Linked DNA regions of Mus musculus: regions 1, 3, 4, 5 and 6 are each linked to region 2. A link is a contact called in public HiChIP or PLAC-seq and capture Hi-C data. All regions are on one chromosome and are shown on one strand. Each heading gives the region's core, a stretch centred on a gene start, on an enhancer-like site or on the middle of the called end of the contact. The rest is flanking DNA. Distances are from core to core; before and after follow the strand shown. Region 1 holds the start of Zfyve27 (zinc finger, FYVE domain containing 27). Region 2 holds the start of Pyroxd2 (pyridine nucleotide-disulphide oxidoreductase domain 2). Region 3 holds the start of Sfrp5 (secreted frizzled-related sequence protein 5). Region 4 holds the start of Marveld1 (MARVEL (membrane-associating) domain containing 1). Region 5 holds the start of Nkx2-3 (NK2 homeobox 3). Region 6 holds the start of Slc25a28 (solute carrier family 25, member 28).

Region 1 (3,775 bases), core at 379-2,878, 580 kb after region 2:
AAGCCTGTGTCTGTCCCTAGAATCCACCCTGGAAGGAGAGCTAACTCCCAAAAGCTGCCCTCTGACCTGCACACAACGCCACATGCATACAAAAGAATAAAAATCAAGATTTTAATATTAATTACATTAATATTCAGAGAGAAAAGGGAAAAAAAATCCCTACATCTGCTCTAAGCTATACTAGGCCAGTGTCTTTCCAGCAGTCCCTAAGAGGAGCTTATCCAACTACAGTCCTGATGAAGACCAAGTGGTTCTCAGTTCCCACCTTCCCTGCATAGCGCTGGAACACAAGTAGACCTGAATACACCTAAAGGTCACACAAGTCTCCCCAGAACTAGTCATCGCTAGAGCAGAAAGGATAGCCCAACTACTGCCTAGCTGGCCAGAACTGCTAAAGACCAGGGAGACAGGAGAGCCCAGAGGAAGAACAAAGGAACCCTAAAGTCTGTACCTTAGCAAGTATCGAACACCGTCCCCTGCATCCTTCAGGGGTTCCAGGTAGATCTCCAGCCTCTTGTAGGACAGGACCAGGTTGAAGAGATCAAACGCTGCTGACTTGGTAGGGGCAGGTGGACACTCAGAGAGAACCTCAGGCATCCCGCTGGGGCTCGCCTCCGGCCCACTCAGGTCCCGATCCGAAGTCTGCATTCTGTAATCGTAAATCCCTACACTCACGATGCACTTCCAGACTACAACACATTTCCCCCTTGCATTACAGTTCGTGTGGTTCCTAAGGTTAACTGTGAGAGGTGAACGCGAATACCCATCTCACACTGCAAGAAATTTTATTCCTACTGAAGTAGGAAGTAGCAGGGTGAAGGGGATGTCTTCGCTATAAAGCCTATCACTCTTCATGAGCCCCTCCAACGCTCCTTTCCCTCACAGACCTTTCAAGAGCATATAAACCATTAATAACCAGGTTGTTGAAAGAAGGCAGTAGGTAATGCCAAGAGAAAAGATGTCCTGTGACATCTTTCTCCTATCTTTAGCTCCTCCTTCAGGTGTCAGGGTAAGGGGGACCATCTTGTCCTGGGAAGTCTTTATGAACGCGCCAGTGTACACTGGGAGACCCTTACCAGGGCTCCCAGAGGTTCATGAATTTCTCCTAACAACACTCTTATCACGCTCTTAACCCTGGCTCCCATTCATCACTTGGAAAGGGGTCGACTGGACCCCAAACTCTCGACAGGACGAGCTAGGGAGAAAGGGAACCCAAGCAAGCGCGAGACAGGCTTAGCAGGTCAGTGCCGACAGAGGCCCAGACCACCAGCCTGTCTGAGGCCGCGCAGGGCAGGACACGCCTAAGGTCGCTGTGCCTGCAGGTGGCGACCCACACGCGGTGGGAGGGCCGGAGGGCCAGGCTCCGTAAATAAATACAGTGAGGCTGGGGCGTCACGGTCGTCACCTACCCGGACGCTGTCCCAGGAAAGGAAGAGACAGGAACGGCCAGGGGGACAGAAGGGCCACCAAGCCCCGGAGCGGTCCCTCAGGCCAGGCCCGCCCCACCCCACGCCACGCCACGCCACCTCCCACCGACGCTCCGAAGTCGCAGGTCCACCCGGGAACCGTCTGCCCCTCCACCGCCGTCGCTTCCGGGACGCGACTCACTCTGCGGTGGCGCGCCCGTGACGTCACCGCGCCCGTCCCGCCTTGGGTCCGGCCTCCGGGCTTAGCTCCTCCCACCCAAGCGCAGGTGAGCAAGCGCGTTGATACTGCGCCTGCGCACTCTTCCCTCCTTGGCTAATTTCTGGTTAACTCTGTTCCTGCCACCCAAGAGATGACTCGTTTAATGCCCGGGAGTCCTAGGACCTGGGAGCCAGCCTAGCTCCGGAACATTACAGCAAGGACAGTTAGAGAGTCTAGCGTGGTGACACACTTGTAACCACAGCCTTTTGGTTTCTGAGGCTGGAGTATTGCAAGTTCAAGGCCAGTCTTGGCTATGGGAGCTTCTGGCTCAAAAAAAAAAAAAAAAAAAAAAAAAAAAGTGGGGCGTGTGGGGGCAGGGATGGAGAAGGATAAAAAAAAAGAAAGAAAATGTGGATAGAAGCTCTGAGAACCTAGGGAAGACAGAAAACACATCTTGTATGTCAGGTGCCTATGGGTAGTGCCATTTTAACGGTGAGAGAGCCCCTGGCTTGCTGCAGGAAGACACAGCAGCACAGAAACCAGCTGTCTGCTATAGTGCTTGCCGTGAGAACGCAGAGACAAACTGTACACGACACTGAAGTTTCTCTAGTAGTATCAGTAATTTCGAGGGTTACAACATTAGCAGAGACGGAACGGTGGTCCGTAGCTGCTGTGTTCAAGGTCCTGTGCAGGCCGTTCCTAGCTCTATCCTCTTCACATCTTGTGACCCAGCTGTTGTCCCTTAAAACACACCTCCCATGGGTTTCCATTTAACCAGCAGGCAGGCAGTACACTAAGCTTTTTGTGCACATTATCTTATCTGTTCCTCCTTCAATAACCCTATCGGGGTTATCACCATTTCACAGATGAGGAGTTGTAGTCATGGTAAGTAACTTCTTTAATGTCACAGCACATAAACTGCTCGGAGCTGGGATTTGAGCCAAATACATCACTGGATGCCAGCAACCCCAGCCATACCACCACCCACACGAGGCTGCATCCACTGGCTTCATCTGTCCTGCTGTTCTCTCTCAGGTGCCTCAGTCTCAGCCAGCTGAACCCTCTTTGTTACCTGCAAGGGCCCTGGACTCTTGCCAAGTCCTCAGATTGCTTGTCACACCTGCCTGCCCCGATTCTTGCTTCCATCCAAACCCAAGCAAGCCATCATAGCAGGAGTCAGCTGTGAGCAGCCTTCCCTAGCTGTTCAGCCGACAATAACCCCTCCTCTGAGCTACCCCAAAGCTTCACTGACATCTCGTCCAGCATCTCTTTTTCAGAGAGACAGGCACGCCTGCTCTCCTCAGCCAGGACTCAGCTGCACTGGGAATCTGGGCTCTCCTCACTTCCTTCAGGCTGGTCACTGTCCCACAGGCTCTGAAATCTTTACTCTCAGTAATACCCCTTCGCCTGGAGACAAGATGCACAAGAAATTTCTTTACCTCCACTTTTGTTTCCTCCTCTGACTTGCCCGCTCTTCTGCTCATTCCTCACCTATTCAGCCCTCGCCAACTGTAATCCCGTCTTCCTGGGTCACCTCTGCCTTTCTGGCTGCCACACCCAGCGAACATTTCCAGTCTTCCTTGCAGGAGCTCTCAGCAACACTGGACACTTCGCTGTTCTTCCTTTCCCCACCTGAGCGTCCAGGAGACCACCTCTCTTGGCCTCCTACCCTCAAGGTCTCCTTAGGGTTTTTCTTCCCTTGAATGTCATCTATCTGCCACCTTCCTTGCTTCTAACCCTCCCTGGGGATTGCATTCACGTTCACATTCACCATCAGCCGTTAGCTAATGTCATCAGAAGCTAGAGCACTGGCACTATGCGCCCTATAGACCAGACTGGCCTCTGCTTCCTGAGGGATGAGATTAAAGTCGTGCAGTGCCACCGCCCAGCTCCTCAGCACATTTTAAGTGCTCAAAATCTGTGGACTGGCAAGATGACTTGGTGGATAAAACACTTGCTGTACAAACCTGAAGGACTGAGTACAATCCCCCAGCCCCATGGTGAAGGAGAAGCAATTCCCCAGAACTGTCCTCTTGCCTCCTCTCATGCACACATGCACAGCTGCAAACACACACACACACACCACATACATAATAATGTTTTTTTTAACGTTAGTTGTGGGTGGGCACTGAGAAGTGGCTCATCAATT
Region 2 (3,687 bases), core at 462-2,961:
TCTGCTTACTGAGTGCAGATGCAGCTGTTTATTAAATACATCGATTTCTAATTGATTGCATGAGTGTGGAGGTAGAGGCTTTGGACTCGGGGTTTTAGGAGAGATTCTTGGACAGTGTAAACCTTCCTCGTGTGCGGAGTGCTGCCCATGCTGAGGGTCGAGGGATTCTCAGAGGCCCTCTTACTCAGCCATCTTTGCCATGCCTTCTGGGTTTGAATCATTTCTGACACAGGTTCCTATTACCGTCTAGGGGGTCTTGATCCAGTTCATTTTCTCTGGCAGTTAAAGACTTCAAAGGGAAGGAAAAAAATCTTGAGAGCCAGAGAAATAAATTCTCAAACATAGCAACCAGCAGCAGACAGAAACACTGGAGAGGCTTTTATTAGGGGTGAAGAAATACACCCCAGCAGGGTACACACAGAGAAAAGGCCGTCTGCACAGCAAAGGAGGTGCCCTGGAACCCAAAGGGCCAGGGCTTTTAAGAGTGGGGTAAGCAAGGCCTGGGCTGGCCTTGAACTTGTCATCTGGTCCCTGGGCAGGCAAGTCTACTTGTTAGCATTTCCTGTAGGCTTCTCCTAACAGTTACCTAGCAAGGGCTAGGTGTGAGCCAGGAGCCAGGCACATAAGGACTGTTTGGGCTGCTGCTTCTGCTTCTCTGCCTCCTCCCTCCCTCCTTCCCTCCCTCCCCCTCCCTTCCTCCTCCTCCTCCTCTTCCTCTTTTCTCTTTCCCTCTCCCCCTCCCCGTTCTCATCCCCCTCCCCTTGTTCTCTCCCTCCCTCTATCTCTCCTCCCCTCCCCTCCCCACCCCATCTTTTTCCTCTCCACGTGTTCTTGCTGGCCACTGCCCTTCTTGCTCCTCTCTCTTTCTGTCCTTCTCTGTCCCCTTTCTTTCTCTTCCTCTACTCCTTTCCCCACACCCCCTTCCCGGGTCTCAGATAAACTTCCTTCTATACTAGGCCTGTCCTATGGCTGACACCTCAGAGGAACGCCTCAGCATGGGCCTGCTAAAGCACCCCTCTGCTGCAGCATACCCAGTTTTTAAAAAAACAGCGCTACTAGCCAAGAAAAACCTCGTCAGGCTTTTGTCCCAGGTCAGGAGGGTAAGGAGGAAGCCAGCCATCTTGGAAGCTGGCCAAAGTTATGACCTAGCTACGGCTCCGCCCCCATCTGTCTTTCTCTTGTCCAAACTGCCACACAAGGCTGCCCGTTTCATGATTGCAGCTCGCCACTTCCAATGCCTTTCTCCTGTAGAGGAGTGACTCCTGAGGAGTGGACCGGTCCTCTCTGTTCAAGATAGGGCACAGGGATTGTATGTATGGACTCATACTAGTTGAGGTAATCTACAGGTGTGAGCCCAAATCTTTGAGAAACTTTGGAAAACTGGAAAGGTGCCCAAACTGTCCATATCCTTCCTCCCAGCAAGACTAGCCTCACTGGAGTGTGCGTGAGAGAACACACACACAGCTCTTGGAGACGTGGGTGGCCTTTTCTGTCGTCCAAAGGCACTGAAAGATGACTGGGGAGGATCCCGCAACAAGGAGCAGTGGTCACCTTGCAAGGTCCCTGACTACCAGACAAGCAGGAGTAAAGTCTGAGTTGACAGCGCCCATCCCACAGCTTAGGATCTCGGCCCCGCCCCCAGGCTTCTGCCGGTACAGAAAAGGGAGGCAAGAGGAAGGCGGGGCCTCTGCGTTGGCTCCTCTTCTCCCTTAGCCCACTACCGGGCCTGGGAGAACCTAGTTAAATTGTTCTCTCTTTGGTCCCTACTCGCTTGACTCCTGGAGGCTACTCAGACTCTGCCACCTACTCGCTTGACTCCTCGAAGCTACTCAGACTCTGCCAGTTCTTAGCCTACATGCCCCCTCCTCTAGGCTGGCTTGCGCAAACTCAGAGCCGCAGAAGCTCGGACCCTGGGAAACGGTGGCCCAAGGCCAAGGCTGACACTGAACTGTAACTCCCAGCCCCTCCCCTTGCCTGGGCCTCTGGAAAGCTGACTGTGCAAGCAAATTGCTGGGGGCAGAAATGGCTGCCGGCGGCCGAGGTCTCATCAGGGCCTTGCACTCCTCTCCCTGCCCTACTTGGAAACGAGCTCAGTCGGGAGCCAACGGGCGCCTGAAGCCCGAGTACGATGCCGTGGTGATAGGAGCAGGTAAAACCAAAGAGGGCAGAGCCAGAGCTCAGGGAAGGAAGGCAGCGTTCTGCCCACCGGCCTTGGAGGGGCCTCCAAGGAGCCTTGCTGCTGCCTCTCCTATGGGCACGACCTGGCCGGGAGTTCCAGTGAGCAGGACCTGGGATGGAAGTCCTCCCTGGCCTGGGAATCAGGATCCCTGGGTTCTAATTCCACCCTGGTGTGCTGTGTGGACTAGAACGGCTCTTGCCTTCTGGGTTTAAACCTTTCTCTCTAGAATGATAATGAGTGACTAAATAAACGCAGGAGTTTCCCTGTATCTCCCGCAAAATGAGTGAGTTCCTCCCGGGACCTTATGCAGGAAGCAAAGACCTCCGGACTGTAGACAAATGAGAGCCAATCTCACTTCTGCGATCATCCATTGGAAAAGGAAGCCAGAGTTGTTTCATAAAGAGAAAAGGTGGTTGAGGGGTTCCCAGACACCCTAATGCATCCACAAAGGGTGTCATCTCCCATGGCTTCCCTCAGACATAGATACCTGCTACAGTGGTGGTCCTGCAACATCTTGCTGACTCTCAGCCTCAAGTACTAGGTTAAGGCATAGCCTAGGGCCAGGCTGCACTCCACACCAGGGCCTTCCGGGTCACACTTTTGGGACCTGAAGGCTTTTATTCCCAGCTGGGCTTTTACATAGATGATAGCAGGTTCACATTTTTTTGTGAGACGCATCACACAGCTTTAAATAAATGCTGGCCTGGTTTGGCTTCTTCTTGTGTCTACTGAGAACCACCCTCTCCAATTTGTGCACGCATGAGTGAGTGTTTATTATACACAGACTTGGTTTTTTTTATTATCGATACTAAAATAAAGATATGTCTCACACAGTTTTTACAAATCAAATATATGCAACTCTTGATTTAAATACCAAGTTGGTTTTTTTTTTCTTTTCCCATTGAAAACATCCACTCAACACTCCACTGTGTGAAGACGATGGCAGAAGGGCCCAGGCTCAGTGGGCTCCTGCTGGGTGGGCATCCCCCTGAGGGCTGGGGATTAGCAGATCCTGCAGCAGAAAGGGACAGGTCACCTGAAGCCACAGGAGAGTCAGTCAGGACTTGGGGACTGGACTTTGGGGGTTTTGTTCTTTGTCACTTAAAATCTCCTTGTCATTCATTCATGGCTGAACTGAGACCAGTTGCCAAGGAAACTTGACAAGTTTTCCAAGACTGATGAGCCACCAATGAAAAGCCGATAGCCACCACGTTTGATGCAGCCTTGCAGCGGGCTGAGTGTTTCTTAGACACTGCTAAGTCTCCTCCCTCAGTACCACAAGGTTCCACATTATATATGAATATGTATGTATATTATATATATATTACATGCATATTACTCTCTGCCTTACAAATGGAGAACTTCAAAGCAGCCACTGGTTGTTAGATGCCTCTCTGGGGGTCAAGCCAGGTGAAGCCTGGGCTGCCTGCCTTGAGTTTATGTCTATATTCAGAGAATGGTTCCTCCAACTGCGGGTTCACACCAAGGACAGGCCCAACGGCATTTTT
Region 3 (3,993 bases), core at 1,347-3,846, 550 kb after region 2:
GGGTTTACCTCATCAAGAATCAACACCACATCAGAAAGTAGCTCAGCCGGAGATCCAGGGCAAGGGCTGACCACAGAAGGGCACTGCCTGAGCAGCAGAGTGCACTCTGGCTTCATGCCTTATAGAGGGCTCTCCCCCTTGCTCCCATCAATATTGGGGAGCCTCAGCCTCCCCACATCAGAGTTGACAGGTAACGAAGGCTCATCGTCCTCCCAGCCCAGCCCCACTGCCCTTCAGAGCCCAAGCTTCCAGGCCCAGACAGGCTTGATTTCTAGCCATGTGCTGGCCTTACATAACCAGCCACAGGAACAATGCCCAGCTCTGTCCAGGTCACCCATAGCAATGCCAAGAACGGCCCAGCCAAACCAGCTGGCCCAGGACCCAACACCTTACACAGCCACCTGGGAGGTCCAAGGCCCCTGTAAGTGTCCAGAGCTGGAGTGGGTGTGGCACAGAGCCACACCTCCCAGACAGCATACAAGATGGCCAAGCCCAGAGATGAGGCAGGGAGTGAATTACAGAGAGCAGTGCCATTCTGCTCGGAGCTCAGAGTCCTGTCCAAGGCGTCTTGGGGGATGTTCAGGACACCTAATGTACATTGACCCGAAGCCTCGTCCCTGTGAGCATCTGACATTTCCCAGTGTCCTTTACACGTGGGTGCTGCACAAGGCCTTTCCATCCATCTTTGCCCATCACAACCACTTCAGTGGAAGTCCCACTTTATAAAGTAGGAGACTAAGGGTCAGGATAGCTCCTACTTGCCAGAGGCTACGCAGGTAGTTGGGAAAGAGGGGGCAGAATTTGAACCTGGTTTTCAGTTGCAGACAGCATCCTTTCCCATTACTACTGTACCCTGCTTCTCTCTGTGGGGATCAACCTTTCGCCCATCTGCAGAGACTCTTGATGCTACACATAAAGGAAAGGCCCCAGCTGGCTTATACGTGGACTCAACTATGTCAACCAGGACATCAGAGGCATCCCATCCCAACCTGGACTGCCTGCTTCCTCTGCTCCATCAGCTACATGAAGGACCAAGCCTTTGTACCTCATATATATCAGCATGTGGCAAGTGTCCTCTATGTGTGGAGTGGATACTATAGTGTGGGTCCACCTCTCTCCGCTACATGAGCAGGTCGGTTAGAAGCCAAGAGCCCTGGAAATATTGAGGAGCAAAGAGAAGAAGGAAGGACAATTGGGGAGAAACGCTCCTTATTCAAAGTGGAGCCAGTCCCTACCCCCTCAATCCCTACCCCCCTCACATATACTCCACTTTCCCACCCCCGGCCCTTTGGAAGCTCGTCCCCGGAAGGGAAGCCAGAGGTCTGGTGAAACCAATAAGAGCCTCCTTCCGCAAGCCTCTGTTCCAGTTCCTCTCACAGAAAAGTCAAGGAAGACAAAACCCAGACAGACACTAAGCGTGGGATCCTGGAAGTCACCTTTCTGATGTCTGCTTGGAGGACAGAAGCAGTTCTCCTTACACCCACAGTGTTTCCTGCCCAGGCTGGACTCTATCTTGCCCAACAATAGTGACTCTGCTCTTTGGAGCCTACCGCCTGAATCAGACCCTGCCCTCCTTAGCGCATGACCCTGGGACAGTTAACCCCACGTCTCCAAATCCTCAGAATCCAGACCTTCAGGTTGTTGATGTGTGCTCTGACTCTGGAACCGCACTACCTATATCCAATGGCCACTTGGAATCCTCACCTGACCTCAGCTTCAGCATCTTTATCTGTAAAGTAGTGATAATAAATGGTTCCTACCCTCCTTAGGGCATCACTGTGAAAATTCCATGAGGTAGGTTATGAAATGTGCCTAGGACAGTCTCCAAGCACAGCTAGCACCTATTGGGTGTGAGCTTTCATTAGAAAAGGGCATGGATAGCCGGGCGGGGTGTGCATGCCTTTAATCTTAGCACTCGGGAGGCAGAGGCAGGAGAATCTCTGTGAGTTCGAGTCCAGCCTGGTCTACAAATTGAGTTCCAGGACAGCCAGGGCTGTTACACCGAGAAGCCCTGTCTCAAAAACAAAAACAAAAAAACATAAACAGATGTTTATAAGGTCGTTCAGTGATGCACATTATGCATGGCACTTAGTAGGGATTCATTAAATAGAAGCCAAAATTCCCTTTACCCTGCCCCCTCGGGTGCCACGGATTTGTCTTAGCCATCTGCTATCCCTAGAGGGCTGCCAAGTGCCTGGCATTGGACAGAACCTCAGGGCATACTTAAAGACCTCAGGGTGAAGCTCTGCTTGCCTGGCCAGGAGGGCGTGGATGGCCAAGAGACTCCATTATCTGAGAAGAGCGATGGAGGTGTTGGAGAAGGGAAACCAGAGCCGAGCAGGGAAAGGCCGAGGCACAGAGATAAGCAGGTGAAGTGAGTGAGAAAAGGAACAGGAGAGAGACTGTGGTGGAGAGAGATAAAAAGACGAAGCAGGGGGCAAGGGTGAAAAAAATGCTGAGCCCCCAGGAAAAGGCACAAGGAGAGGTCTGGGCAGCAGAATAGTTGACGGGTCAGGGTCGCGAGGCGAGGCGGGACCCGAGGGACCCGAGCCGGGCGGGAAAGACTCAGGGTTCCTCCCAGGTCCGCCAACCCGGGGCGGGGGTGGGAGGTGAGGGGGACCAGCGGCTGCAGATTGGCTAGGGAACGGCGAAGCCTGGGCTGGAGCCCCGTGGTGGGAGGCGCCTGGATCACTCCGGCAGCGGAGCGGAGCAGAGACTGCCACCTACTTGGACGACCCTAGTAGCAGCCGGCTTCAGGGAACATCCCAGCCGGGGCGCACGCCGGGCAGCGGGGCGCCGAGCACCGAGCCGTCGGGGCAGGCCGCAACATCCAGCCATGTGGGTGGCCTGGAGCGCACGGACGGCCGCACTGGCGTTGCTGCTCGGGGCGCTGCATGGGGCGCCAACACGCGGCCAGGAGTACGACTACTACGGTTGGCAGGCCGAGCCGCTGCACGGCCGCTCCTACTCCAAGCCACCGCAGTGCCTCGACATCCCCGCCGATCTGCCGCTCTGTCACACGGTGGGCTACAAGCGCATGCGGCTGCCCAACCTGCTGGAGCACGAGAGCCTGGCCGAGGTGAAGCAGCAGGCAAGCAGCTGGCTGCCACTGCTGGCCAAGCGCTGCCACTCAGACACCCAGGTCTTCCTCTGCTCGCTCTTCGCTCCCGTCTGCCTGGACCGACCCATCTACCCCTGCCGCTCGCTGTGCGAAGCCGTGCGCGCCGGCTGCGCTCCGCTCATGGAGGCCTACGGTTTCCCTTGGCCCGAGATGCTGCACTGCCACAAGTTCCCCCTGGACAACGACCTCTGCATCGCGGTGCAGTTCGGGCACCTGCCTGCCACCGCGCCTCCAGGTAGCGCCTTTGCGCCCAGAGCGCCTCGGACTGATCCTCTCCCCAAACCCTCATCTGTACTCCCCGATAGGTGCCAAGCCCCTATACACAGCGCCCTGGCACTGTCTCCTTTTTCCTTCCAACCTTTATAAACTTGAAGCTCTGGGTATTCCCACTAGTTCTCTCCCAACTCTGACCTGTACCTTGTGCAACTCACAGCACGCTCGGTTTTCCGAGCTGCGGAATCCCTGGAAGCCTTGGAGACGTCCCTCATAAATGCCGTATTCCTTTCCTCATCTCAAGGATGCTTGGGGTCGCTAGGCAGTTTCTTTGACCTGAACTGCCGACACCCAGACAAGCGCTACTCCTTCCCTGACCTCGGGAACTTTGAGAAGAGGCGGGTGGTTAGGGAAGCCCTGAGGGCCCTCGTTTCAAGGCCTGTAACCCTAACTTCCCCTCCTCCCAATTCCTAGGCTTTTGGGTACTTTACTTTTCTGAACCTTCTTTGCCCAGCAGTGAAGTCCAGCATCTTGAGCTCCCAAGCCCTGCTTCCCACTGGCTCGTTATACTGCCATTAGACCTGATTTCTGATTCATCTTCCTTTTCATTGTGCAGGTCCTCAAAGCTGTCCCATATCTGGGGGCCACACCCCCTCCTC
Region 4 (3,834 bases), core at 498-2,997, 610 kb after region 2:
TGAATGTGCTCGGGAAGGCAGCACCATTGACAGACCCGTTTGCCTTCTACCCCTTCTTTGGGAAGTAACACAGTACTGGCTCCCTAGACAACCCACTGCTTTAGAGGAAAGAGTGTGCTTCTAATATTAGAACAGCTGTTTGGAAGAGCGGGATCTGGGTTCCCAAAGAGGTGGGCAGCACCTTAATGATCGCCGTTGGCCACGTGGGATCCCCAATGCAAACATATTTATAGGTGGAGTGCGGCGGAAGCTAGTGAGTGACATCTGAGAGGCCAGGGAAGTTAGTACAGTTGGCCCAATCTGAATGAACACCAAGGATTTAGGCGGAGAGAAGACTTGCGTCGTTAAGTAAGGTATAGCCAGCAGGCCTTTGCTATCCACCACTTCTGTAGCTGACTCCACCCAAAGACTTCGTAGACGTAGGGCTGCGCAGGGAGAGAGCCAAACTACAACTAAAGACGTCATCCATCATCCATCCTAGCACTAGCTAAAGCCTGTCCCCAGCTCCTCTTGCAGCTGCCTGACTGCATTCTACACCTCCCTAGGCTGGAAGAGGGGGCAGGGAAGGGATGCTCTTCCGACTGCAGGGCAGGAGGGAGGGGGCAATGGCGCAGTCCAAAGACTGGTTCCAATTTGGGAGCCTCCCCCGGATCTACGCGGCGGCGCCTGTCCACGTCTAGCTCTCGACAGGGAATGAGGAAAGGGACTTCCAGGCTTCGCCTGAAGCGGCCCAACTGGGTGTGTGCGTCGGCGCCTCGGATGGCTGCGTGGGTCCCTGGAAGCTGATATCTGGGCTGAGCTGCGGTACAGCAGTCAGACTAGAACTGAACGTCGGGGATCCAGGGCGCGGGCAGTGGAAACGCAGGCAGGGAGAGGGTGCAGGGGCACACCGGCACTAGGCGGCGGCAGGAAGGGTTCGGGAGGGATTCCCTAAACCGATCTGGGCCGCGGTGGAGCGGGTGGCCTCACACCACCTCCTCCTTGCCCTGGTAGCGACGGCAGCAGCCGTAGAGTGCCGAGAGTAGGTAGAGGCCGAGGCAGAGGCCGCCGCAGACAGAGGCCGCCAGGAAGGCATGGTAGGCGCAGGGCAGCCGGTAGTTCTTGAGGTTGCAGTAGCTGTGGCGCTGCGTCTGGTCGATCATGATGCCCGTCGCCGCCCCGTAGAGAGCAGCCGCCAGCAGGTCGTGCGCCACGTTGACCACGAGCCAGCGCGAGCCCAGCACGGGCACCAGCTCCTGCTTGCCCAACAGCGTGATGAAGTAGAGCCCCAGGGTGAGCAGCCAGAAGAGCACGGACACGAAGAGCGCGAAGTGCACCGGGCCCTGGTACTTGCTGGTGGCAATGGTGATCCAGAAGGCGGCTCCGGCCAGCAGCTGCAGCAGCCGCAGCACGCCCAGCGGGCCGCGCAGGAAAGCCCGCTGCAGGCGCAGGGAGCCGCGGGCCGTGCGCGCCTGGGGCGGCGGCTGGCGCGGGGGCGGCGGGAGCATGGCCCCCGGACGCGGCGGCGGCGGCGGCGGCGCCCCGAGCAGCGGAATGGCGGCGCCTTGCTCGCGGGGGCGGCCCGAGCCCGGGCCCGCTGCTCCCGCTGCTCCCGCTGCTCCCGCTGCTCCCGCTGCTCCCGCTGCTCCCGCTGCTCCCGCTGCTCCGAGGCCTGCCCTCCTCCCTCTACTTCAAGTCCTCAGCGCTGCTTCTCATCGGCACCCTTCCTCCCTTCTCTCCTTTTTCTCCCTCTCTCCAGCCCTCCTACTCGCTCTTTGGCCGTCCCCTTCGTTGGTCTCCACCCCTCCTCGCGCCTCCCAGCTTCCTGCCGTCGCGCCCTCCACCCTGGCTACCCCCCCTTTCTCCTCCGCTCCCATTCCTTCCTTCTGCAGCCAGGGCTGAATGCCCGCACCCCCCTGGCCCATGACAGGCCTTTTGCCCAGGCTGCTGGGCCAAGTTTGCCACATCTGGAGCCACCCCAGCCCTTCCTGCCTCGCAGGCCTGGCCGATCTTAGGTCTTCGAGAAGAAAGCTACAACAGCCTCTGCCCAGCCTGTGGCTGGACCCTCTTGATTCTCTCCAGTCACAGGAGACTGGAGACATAATTCTCTCCCATCGAGGCGTCCCATCAAGCCTGAGTAAGCAGGAGGTCTGAACTGACAGTTGTTCTCACTGGGACATCCTCAGTACCCTTCACTTGCCCACCACAAACTCGCCTGTCCAAAGCTGGTCTCAGACTGTCTTGCCATGAAGGTCTCTTGGTCAGTGTAAGAAAACTATCACTCACTGGAGGCCCAGCTGCCTTACCCACAGCGCACAGAGCATAGCAACGCCAAACACTTCGACCATTCCTTCCTGGCCATCTTTGCGTCTTGCTTAGATTAAAAACATGTCACCTAACATGGTCAGGACAGGCCTAGGTCTCAGAGATGGCATGTCCCGTATGCTTAACTATTGACCTAGATGGCAAGGATCCCAACGATGCCAAGGTTCATTGACATTACAGGGCCCTCTCTATGTAAGCTTCCCGCGACCCAAGACAGGAGAGCAATAGTTGTTTTCATTTTTCCTGAAGACTGAAGGGTTTCAGACCAGGAAGCCAGAGATGGCTTCTCTGCTCTCCACCCCACCAAAGAGCCAACCTTTGTGCTTCAGCAATGTTACACAACTGACCTGGCTGTTCCCAACCCAGTATGGAGCTGTGTCCTGTCAATGTGGCACATTACATAATCTGTCCCCAACCAACTTCCAGTTTCTTGGGTTTTTTCCACTTCCTTCCCCAACTCATGTCCAAACTCTGTCACTTATGAACTGCAAGTTTCCCACATGAACTCAGAATGCTCTTTATTTTCCAGACACTCCCTCACCAGCAGACATACCCAGTTTAAGCACTTACTGGTTTAAGGTTGAGCTCCCCACATTGACAATTATTTGTTTGTCTGGGCCTCCATTTGAATCATCCCTAGTTCTGAGTCTACTACATCAAAAACTGGTCTATTCTGGCTTATCCATCTTTGCCTGAGCCTGGCATGTAGGAGCCCCTCAGTACATACAAATGGAGTTGCTTGCCAATTGGCTGCAGGAATAGTACTGGACCTAAGTGTGGTGATTTGAATAGATACATCCCACATAAACTCACTGCTTAGCCCATAAGGATTGGCACCGTTAAGAGGTGTAGCCTTGTTGGAATCAGTGTGGCCTTGCTAGAGGACCTGTTTCACTGTGGCTGTGGGCTTTAAGGTCTCATGTGCTCAAGCTGGAACACTGTGGAACACAGTCTCTTTCTGCTGCCTGCGGATCAAGATGTAGAATTCTCAGCTCCTTCTCCAGCACCATGTATGCCTGCATGCCACCATGCTTCTTGCCATGACACTGTAACAAGAGTTTTAGTGGTAAGGGTATCTCTTCACAGCCATAAAACCCTAACTAAGACACTAAGCAAGCCACATTTGCCTACAGGACAATGCCTGCATCAAACCACAGCTGATCATACACTTCAGAGTCCCATCCCCTTGGCCTGGAACAGTAGGTGCCCTTCCCTGCAGCCTGGTTCCCCTTTGAAGAAAAAAACTTTGGCCTGTCACTGCCACCCCAGTACATACTACTCAAGAAAGCTCCAGATGCATATTATAAATGCTTAAATTGTGGTGTGTAGCATACCCACACAAGACAGCATAGCCTTTCTTACTTGAGTTCTGTCCCTTAGCAACCAGCAAGTGCCAACACTTGAGAACAAGAGTGAGTTCTTCACTCCATTGCTCACTCCATCGTCGGGCACGGAGGAGGGGTTTCCCAGCCCTCTGTGCCTGATTACTTCATCTGTAAAATAATTTCATGCAGCAAGCAGACAATGAGA
Region 5 (3,784 bases), core at 13-2,512, 860 kb before region 2:
AATGGCCAGAATCCCACTCAGAACTAATTCAGGAACTTTAACCATTCCACTCCGCCTGCAGTATAAGAAACAAAGCGAGCATTACGATATTTTTTTTCAGAGGCCTTCACCTCCTGGGTGTGACTTGCTGCCGTCATCTGATATGGATCGAGCTCCCACACATTGGCCACCACCTCTCCTCCTTGCAGTTCGAACGTAAGAACTGCAAGCTCCGAAGTAAGCTGGTGTCTCTCAAAGTCTTGCCCGAAAGGATGGCCCAAACACAACATTCTTGCACTGCCTTTTCGGGACAGCCGGGGTGACTGCCCTGGCCTCGCTGAATTCACCTCACGTTAGAAGAAAGACAGAAAAATGGCAGAAAACTGACCCCCCCCTTTTTTTTTGAGAAGATGGGTGTGCGAGAGAACACACACACAACGGACAAGTTACGACCCAGGCTCTGGGCCCCCGTCACTCATTACTCAAGGAACCAGGATTGCAATAATCACTTTTCCTTCCCTCGGGGACTGCTCCGGGTCCCTGCTCCGGGCAAGAGCTGTTCTCTCTTTCTCTTTTATCCCCGCCCCAGCACCATCTCAGGTACCTGTGCTTTGCAGAGCTGTCCTTGAACCTGGCATAGGCATGACCCTAGCCGAATGTGAAAGGGGCGGGTGGCCATGCAGGCACGGTTTGTGGGTTTATAGGCGCTGAGCCATTGCCCCAGGTGTGCGGACGCGTTTCCTTCCCCCTCTACTCACTTTGGCTCCGTTCGCTCACAACCTCCTCTTCTTGTTCCTTGGGCCCGCTGCAAGCGTCTCGGAGAACTGTATGGACATAGCTCTGAGGACAGAGACCCGAATCTCCATGGCCCTCGGCAGCAGCTAGTGAGTTCAAATAGGACAGTTTCTCTCCCTCTTCTTCCTCGTCCTCCTCCCCTGCATCGGAAAACTGCGTCCCTTCAGCCGTGGCCAGCATGCAGGGTGCCGAGTGGAAGTGCTGCTCCAATTCCGCCTGCAAGTGAGCTCCGTGGAAGTGCCGCTGCTGCTCCAGATTCAAAATGTCTTTGACTGAGAAAGGGGTGGAGGTGACCGGGCTTGGTAACATCATCAGGGCCACTTAATTGTCCAGTCCAAATACTCAATAAATCCCGGCGGGGGCGGGGAGGGAGTGCGGTGGCTCCAGCTCTTCTTCTGGACTCCGCGGTGGTGCGGAGTCGAGCTTTTGACAGACGCGGTCCAGTCTAAATCCCCTCCATTGGCCGGGACCTGGGGGTCTGGGTTTTGTTACAGCCACTGCAAGGACTGGGGCCGGGGCTGTGAAGCCTCTGTCCGGGGGCCCTGCGTCACGTCAAGGGGCGGGGTCGGCATCCTGGCCTCCTTCCCAATTGGTTCTTGTGTATGTGGGCCACGCCCTCTGCGTCCACCCAGTGGGATGTTGCTGCGCTACCAGAAATAGACAGGGACTAGAATAGGGTCCTGAGATCCAAGTCGCGGTGGGAAAAGCTGCAAAAAACCGGGTGTCCGAATCACCGATTCCCGCTCCACCTGGCTGCACCTTCCCGACCAGGGGCAGTTCTGAGAGGCCAGACTGCGGATTTCTAAGGAGAGGAGTGTTGTATCTGTGGAAATATGAGCGACGTGTCAAATTCCACCTCACCTTTGCTCTAGCTGTCCTCGCCACCTGGAGTGCCTTTCCCACCCTCATTTCCACAGTGGAAAGCTGTTCTCCGAGGAAAAGCTTAAATACCTCCAAGGAAACTCCGCCAGATCACCTCACCTAGAGGTCCTCTTCCTCGGAACTTGCTCAGTAATGTCACTTGTCACTCTCCCATCTAGTGCCAAAGCTGTACTTAGTGTCCGCTCGATTGTCACTTTAGATTGTGAGTCCCTGAGGGCAGGGTCCAGACCGTACTTGCCCTTGCAGCCCTCGAAGTGGCTTCAGAGAGCAGGTCTGTAGAAGACAAGACGACCGAGTTCTGTTAGTGTGCAGAGGCTCTATGCTTCGAAGCCTGGCCTGAGTCAGTATTTGGTTTTGGACGTTCTCAGTTTCCTGGTCAATATAAAGGAGCCGAATTGCCTCTTCTAGGGTTATTGTTGGAGTTTTTTTGTTTTTGTTTTTTAAAGGATAACCAGGCCGGAAGCATAGCACAGTTGTCTACTTAAAGCAAAGAGCTCAATACTTGTAACTACCCTTGTTCTTTGTGGGAGGTCAGAGCAGTGTTTGTTGCCTGCATTGATTCTGACCGGGCTGGTGTTCCACTGCACACACTGGGTGGCTCTGGTCTCAGAAGGGAGGGGACCCCCGCTGTGGCTGCAGCTCAGGCAGCCTTCTGAAGGGAATCGGGAGCCCGAGCCTAGGCCTCAACTTTCTGAAACGCCTTATTTCTCTCTTTCTGAAACCGTGGTTGTGTTCTGCAGGGAGACTAAATGCAGCCTCAGATTCAGAAAACTGCCTGATGGAGACCACCTTCTGGTATCCACCCGCCTACATACCTAGCCCCTGAGTGGTAAGGGGCACTATTGTGAGATTAAGAGCAAAAGGTGTGGGCAGCAGGCCTTGGAAAACCAAACTAGTTCCGCTTTCAACGTAGGGTTCCTCAGTAGGCCGCCCTTGCTTTTATTTATTCTCTCTCTCTCTCTCTCTCTCTCTCTCTCTCTCTCTCTCTCTCCCTCCCTCCCCCCCCCCCCGCCCCCGTAGAACCTCACAGTTTGGGAGAGACCGGCCTCAACTAGAAGGGTTCGCCGGATGGCGGCGCGGTGACCGAGGACGACGCCCTAGGAAACTTGTAGACAGGGCATGAATGCGGATTACGTGGAGAGCGGCCTTGCGGAACCCCGAGGCGGCAGCGAGAGGAGTTGATGCCCTTGGTCCTGGAAAGAAAGAACTGCGGGTTGGGAGGAGAGAGAGGCGGGGCTCTTGGGGGGGGAGCGGAAATACAGCGGGGAGGCAGCTCGTGGGGCCACCCGGGAGGCTGGTACGAGGCTCCCTCCACGTGCTCTGGGGGAGATGGGGAAAGATCATCTGTGGTTAGGCCCCGGCTCCTTGAAACCATTCCTTGGTCGCAGGAGCCTTTTTGCTCTAAGACTTGAAACTAGACGCTGCGGGCAGAGGCCGTGGTCTCTACAAAGGGCCCGCCAGCCCACCAAGGGAAGGAAGAGTGTGCCTGGTTTTGCTGTGGATCCGAAGCTCAAACATCCAGAGGTGGGGTGAGTGCGCCGCGCTGCAGGGTGGGGGACTTTGAGTGGACGCGTGCTGCGCGTCCCAGCTGCCAGACAGAGGACCAGAAGGAAACCATGCTCCAGTCTCAGTTCCCCACCCTGCAGCCAACTGCAAGGCAAAACCCATCGCAGAGAAATGCTTGTGTTCCTTTCTGCTCTCCACTTTTCTTAGCTTTCAAGTGATTTCAAGATCTGGACCAAAGAAAAGATAAAAAGCCGTTGCTTCTGTCGGGAGCGCATATTTTTCTTGCTTGGTTTCTTGCTTGCTAAGGGCGGTCGGCCTCACTTAAACCTTGCCCCAGAACCCTGGCTGGGTGAACCCCCCTACCCTCACCTCTGTCCAATGCCTGAAGCTCAGTGATAACACCCACACACCTGCTGCGGCCGAAGGCTCACTATGGCCTCTTCTCTCTGCTAGCGCAGATGGCTGTCTGCTCCCTACCTGCAGGGGCGCGTGGCGTCTCCTCCCAATCCCTTGGCCGCCTCTATCTGGTCAAGTATCCTCAAAACACACGTGGACAGCTCTCTCTCTCTCTCTTGCAGATCCAGGCCAACTTGCTTCAGAGCAGGCTGGACAGGACCGGGCC
Region 6 (3,881 bases), core at 875-3,374, 920 kb before region 2:
GTGGAAGCAAATACATTAACCCCGAGTAATAAACGTGTCTCCCCCGAGGGTAGTTAGGGTGGTTGTAACCCGTTTCTCCTTCTACAAGGCTCTTCTCCCTATCTTTCATCACTGACCCTTGCTTGCCACTCTCTGTGCCATCCGTCTCTAGGTAGACAGAACCACCCTGCCACACTGCAGTGAGTGGCTGGACATTCCCTAGCTCTCCAATGCCACAAAAACAAGCAAGTAGGCTAGGCAAAACAGAAAGAAGGCCCCTGGGAGGAAAATGAGTTTGGAATGGCAAACTTCTGCACTGTATTAAAGACTGTTAATAAACATTTCCGCCTCCAGGGATGCTCCACTTCAGTAGCTAGCAAGGTGAAAGAGACTTAGAAATCTAAAGGCTGGTATCTGGAGTCTTTCCTGGGGGAGAAAGTTCTAAGGTGTGGGTCACTGTAGGACAATGTAGAGTATTATTTCTCACCATGAGAAGTCATTGAACTGAGATGATCATTTTAGGACCATAAAAAAGTAAATATGATAAGAAGAGACGGGATATAGCAGGCATTGTCATTAATTTGTCAGGGAAGAAAATTGATATTTTAACAGGACTGGGGGGTGGAGGCTTTTTTGAGATCTATTCATCTCTCAGAGAAAAGTGCAGGGTAGCAAGAAGTCTGTATATGATGTGGGGAAGAATTCTTAACCCGAGGTTAACGGAATCTCCTTCACGCTGAAACCCGAAATAAAAAGCAGTTTTGTGTGTGACTGGGGATGGGGTTGGGAACTTAAGAGCTTTATTTTCCAAGAGATCACGACACAAACGTTAGTAACTACTGCCAAAGATTAGTTGAAAGACCCGTCCGCCGAAGGGCTAAGCTTTAGAGAGGAAATGGAAAAGCCTCCAACCGTTCTAAGGAAGCGCTACGAAAAGATGGAAAAGTTTGCAATTGCGTCATCATCTCATTAAAATAGGTTGTAAAGGCAGAGCTAGAAACTGGGGAAGCGTGTGCAAACACGCTGCTGAGAAGGGAGCCTGAGGTAGCCTGCAGAACCAGCGAGCGGAAAGGGGCCCTCGCTCCTCAGTAGAGGCTGAGGCTCGAGAGTCGCTTCAGTGCCCGCTTCTGCTCAAGGTAGTGGCCCTGAGGACCAGACGTCCCTAGCATCGTTTTACAACCGGGGAGCGGTTCTCAAGAAGCAGCAGCTCAGCGGTCCCGGAGAGAGAGAGCGGACAGCCATCAGACCCGGTGGAGTTTATCAGCAAGCGAGCTCGGGATACGAAGTTCAAGTGTATGTCTCGGAACAAGCTCCACTCCCAGGCATCAGCAGTTGCTCTGCCGCGATTGGGATGGTGCTCCAAGACCCTGACACCTGTCGTCGCCTCCGAACCATCCCATTTCGCCTTCTCCTTTCCCAACGCAGAGTCCACCCAATGAGAGCTCATCGGTCCACCCACTGGAGGGTTCACTAGGCGGCTTTGGGTGGGAGGCCCAAGGCGAGCGGATCTGCGCTGATGGCACACCACTCCAGAGCCACCCGAGGCTCACAGCCGATCTCCCCTAGCGGCGGGTTGGGCCGTGCCAGGGGACGCAGGGTCCGGGCTGACTCCGCCCCCGCCTGAGATCCCGCGGGAACAGTCGCACCGTGCTACTCGACACCCGGTGCACGCCAGAGCACGCGTCCTAACGGCAACCGACAGCGGTTTGACCTTGAAGGTCTGGCTGGCACCGCCCCCTCTCCCCGGCAGTCCCGACCGCCACGCACGCCGCGCCGGGGTACAGCCGGGAGCCGGTCCCTGTCCTCCAGGCGCTTCTCTCCACATCCAATGGAAGAACGAAGTGGTTCGGGCCAATGGCCACCGCCAAAGTAGCTAGAGCGGTTGAGCCTATCAAAGTTCAGCTTTACGTTTCTCCCGCCTCCGAAACGCTAGGGGCGGGTCGATCGGGCAAGTCCGCCAATCAAGAGCCAATAAACAAGACGCTTCCAAGATCAAAGGGGAAGGGGTGGGACCTACGGGACTAATGACAAGCTATCTGACGAATAACACAGATACATTTTGGCTCCGTAAAAAGGGGGCGGAGACACGTTAGGGCCTACACCAATGGCTGTCTGGGGGGCGTGTCCTCGGGGCCAAGCGGGAGCCGGAGGCCCCGGGCTCTCTGGGCCGCGCCTGAGGCGGACGCAACGGGGCCGGGGGGCGGCGGCAGTGGTGGCGGCAGCGGCGGCGCGTGTGGGCGCCGCGGCTGGCCGAAGTGGATGGAGTTGGAGGGGCGGAGTGCAGGCGGCGTGGCGGGAGGACCAGCTGCTGGGCCCGGGCGGAGCCCCGGGGAGTCGGCGCTGCTGGACGGGTGGCTGCAGCGGGGCGTGGGCCGGGGGGCCGGCGGCGGGGAGGCGGGGGCCTATCAGCCCCCTGTACGGCTGGATCCGGAGTCCGGCCCGGAATACGAAGCGCTGCCGGCTGGAGCCACTGTCACCACGCACATGGTGGCGGGCGCCGTGGCAGGGATCCTGGAGCATTGCGTGATGTACCCGATCGACTGCGTCAAGGTGAGACCTGGACCAGGCTGCGAACCGGACCTGGGGCTGACCCGACCCTGAACCTTGTTTAGAGCCAGAATCCCAACTGAGACCCAGAGCTGATAGGTTTCTTCCTGGCTCCTACCTCTACACACGGTTTGAGCCAATACTCCGTGCAAGCAAAGTCCTGGCTGGTAGATGAGCTCAGTCAGGAACCAGGACTTACTTCTAACGGTCAGTGAGGCGAAGCAAAAATCTTGTCAGCCAAAGACTTGATCCCGATTGGGACTAAGCAGGGATGGGATGGGATTGGGGGGGGGGGATCCCGAAGCACAGGTAAGTCTATAACAAACCAGCTGGCATGAAATCAGACGGTGAACTCTATCCGATAGCTTGGGTTGAGATGTGCTTCGGGTCGGCGCTTTCACAAGCTCCTTGCTGCGTCTTTCCTTTAAAGTGACGGGGCAGGAACCGGAATCTGGGATCTCTCAGCTAGATAAAAGTACGTATTAAATCTTAACCTGGGAGTGGTTGAAAAAAAAATCATTGTGCAGTCAAAAGTGAGAGTTCCAGACTGGAATGGATGTGGGAATAAGGCATGTTAAGAAAAACGGTTTCGGTTTCTCTGCGAGGCAAGATTGGTAGCCCATCTATTTCCTGAACGTAAAAATTGAGCTGGGACTAAGATTCTATGTTGAGGGAGCAAGTGCATCAGCCCCTTACACAACAGAGGTGAAACTGATAGTCTCTTTCGTTGGGCCCCTGAATTTGACAAAAAGGAAAACAGCTGGAGGGAAGTGTGATGATATTAGAAAGCAGATGTGGAGAAACAGAATGAGATTATCAGGGTACGCTCAGGGCTGGACGTAAAGCCAACTGCATCCACAACCAAGCAGGACGGTTAATACACATACAGGTCAGGTCTCTGGGAAGAAGCCTGGGGGAAAATGGAAACATTGTTTTTCCTTGCTGTTCTTAGACTTGTGCTTGAGTCGAGATGCCAGCTACTGAAAGGGCAGTAACTTCAAGGGGGTTCTTGAAATCGTCGATGCTTTCTTTACACCACTTGTGTAGGCACTGGCCTGTCAGCTCTTTGATGGATGCTTTCCCGTTTAGGATAGCATCCACGTCAGCCATGCAAAAATCACTTTCTTCTGCTTGCCCCTGGATTCAGTACTGTTTTGCATTTTCATTTGTAAAGTGGATAAGGAACTAGGGAAAGTGCTCCCGAGGTTTTGTGAATGAGTTTGGGTGATGGAGAGAGAGTTCCTGAACTTTTGTGAATGGCATTGAGTTGGCCAGGGTTTTCAGTACACTCCAGGTTAGCTCCTAGCAGGCTAAGTGCACCTGACTGAGGTAAACATGAGCATTTTAAATGTCCT

Evidence for each region. HiChIP or PLAC-seq counts read pairs in DNA pulled down with a chosen protein or histone mark. Capture Hi-C pulls out chosen DNA fragments and counts their contacts.
Region 1: a FOXA1 HiChIP or PLAC-seq map of pancreatic cancer cells shows a contact between it and region 2. The contact joins the promoter of Zfyve27 here to the promoter of Pyroxd2 in region 2. A contact is called at or near these places in 3 of 39 promoter capture datasets (the 3T3-L1 cell line, cranial neural crest and embryonic stem cells) and 1 of 115 datasets of contacts at active chromatin or transcription factors (pancreatic cancer cells).
Region 3: a contact with region 2 is called in a capture Hi-C map of embryonic stem cells, with 5 times the contacts expected there. The contact joins the promoter of Sfrp5 here to the promoter of Pyroxd2 in region 2. A contact is called at or near these places in 8 of 39 promoter capture datasets (the 3T3-L1 cell line, embryonic stem cells, hippocampal neurons and 3 more), 1 of 15 datasets of contacts at CTCF or cohesin (embryonic stem cells), 3 of 484 Hi-C or Micro-C datasets (cortical neurons and embryonic stem cells), 2 of 115 datasets of contacts at active chromatin or transcription factors (astrocytes and embryonic forebrain) and 1 of 9 other capture datasets (embryonic stem cells).
Region 4: a contact with region 2 is called in an H3K4me3 HiChIP or PLAC-seq map of embryonic stem cells, with 4 times the contacts expected there. The contact joins the promoter of Marveld1 here to the promoter of Pyroxd2 in region 2. A contact is called at or near these places in 2 of 39 promoter capture datasets (cranial neural crest and neural stem cells), 1 of 115 datasets of contacts at active chromatin or transcription factors (embryonic stem cells) and 1 of 9 other capture datasets (liver).
Region 5: a FOXA1 HiChIP or PLAC-seq map of pancreatic cancer cells shows a contact between it and region 2. The contact joins the promoter of Nkx2-3 here to the promoter of Pyroxd2 in region 2. A contact is called at or near these places in 2 of 115 datasets of contacts at active chromatin or transcription factors (embryonic hindbrain and pancreatic cancer cells) and 2 of 9 other capture datasets (adipose tissue and embryonic stem cells).
Region 6: a contact with region 2 is called in an H3K27ac HiChIP or PLAC-seq map of embryonic stem cells, with 7 times the contacts expected there. The contact joins the promoter of Slc25a28 here to the promoter of Pyroxd2 in region 2. A contact is called at or near these places in 4 of 39 promoter capture datasets (the 3T3-L1 cell line, hippocampal neurons and liver), 4 of 115 datasets of contacts at active chromatin or transcription factors (embryonic forebrain, embryonic stem cells, neural tube and 1 more) and 2 of 9 other capture datasets (adipose tissue and liver).

The regions. Positions count from the first base shown.
Region 1 is chr19:42,168,420-42,172,194 of GRCm38.p6, reverse strand. Zfyve27 (zinc finger, FYVE domain containing 27) reads right to left here and starts at 1,628. Exons shown (of 13, transcript NM_177319.3): 1 at 1,410-1,628; 2 at 452-649. The coding sequence starts at 648.
Region 2 is chr19:42,750,799-42,754,485 of GRCm38.p6, reverse strand. It overlaps Pyroxd2 (pyridine nucleotide-disulphide oxidoreductase domain 2), which reads left to right and starts at 1,711. Exons shown (of 16, transcript NM_029011.2): 1 at 1,711-2,149. The coding sequence starts at 2,023. It overlaps Gm19437 (a long non-coding RNA gene), which reads right to left. Exons shown (of 4, transcript XR_386719.3): 4 at 3,050-3,191.
Region 3 is chr19:42,200,855-42,204,847 of GRCm38.p6, reverse strand. It overlaps Sfrp5 (secreted frizzled-related sequence protein 5), which reads left to right and starts at 2,596. Exons shown (of 3, transcript NM_018780.3): 1 at 2,596-3,356. The coding sequence starts at 2,837.
Region 4 is chr19:42,145,302-42,149,135 of GRCm38.p6, reverse strand. It overlaps Marveld1 (MARVEL (membrane-associating) domain containing 1), which reads right to left and starts at 1,747. Exons shown (of 2, transcript NM_183195.2): 1 at 1-1,747. The coding sequence starts at 1,487. The coding sequence ends at 966.
Region 5 is chr19:43,609,803-43,613,586 of GRCm38.p6, reverse strand. Nkx2-3 (NK2 homeobox 3) reads right to left here and starts at 1,262. Exons shown (of 2, transcript NM_008699.2): 1 at 738-1,262. The coding sequence starts at 1,086. It overlaps Gm20467 (a long non-coding RNA gene), which reads left to right and starts at 1,531. Exons shown (of 4, transcript XR_001782682.2): 1 at 1,531-1,785; 2 at 2,397-2,485; 3 at 2,677-3,185; 4 at 3,741-3,784.
Region 6 is chr19:43,673,124-43,677,004 of GRCm38.p6, reverse strand. Slc25a28 (solute carrier family 25, member 28) reads left to right here and starts at 2,124. Exons shown (of 4, transcript NM_145156.1): 1 at 2,124-2,529. The coding sequence starts at 2,239. BC037704 (cDNA sequence BC037704) reads right to left here and starts at 1,827. Exons shown (of 1, transcript NR_045645.1): 1 at 1-1,827.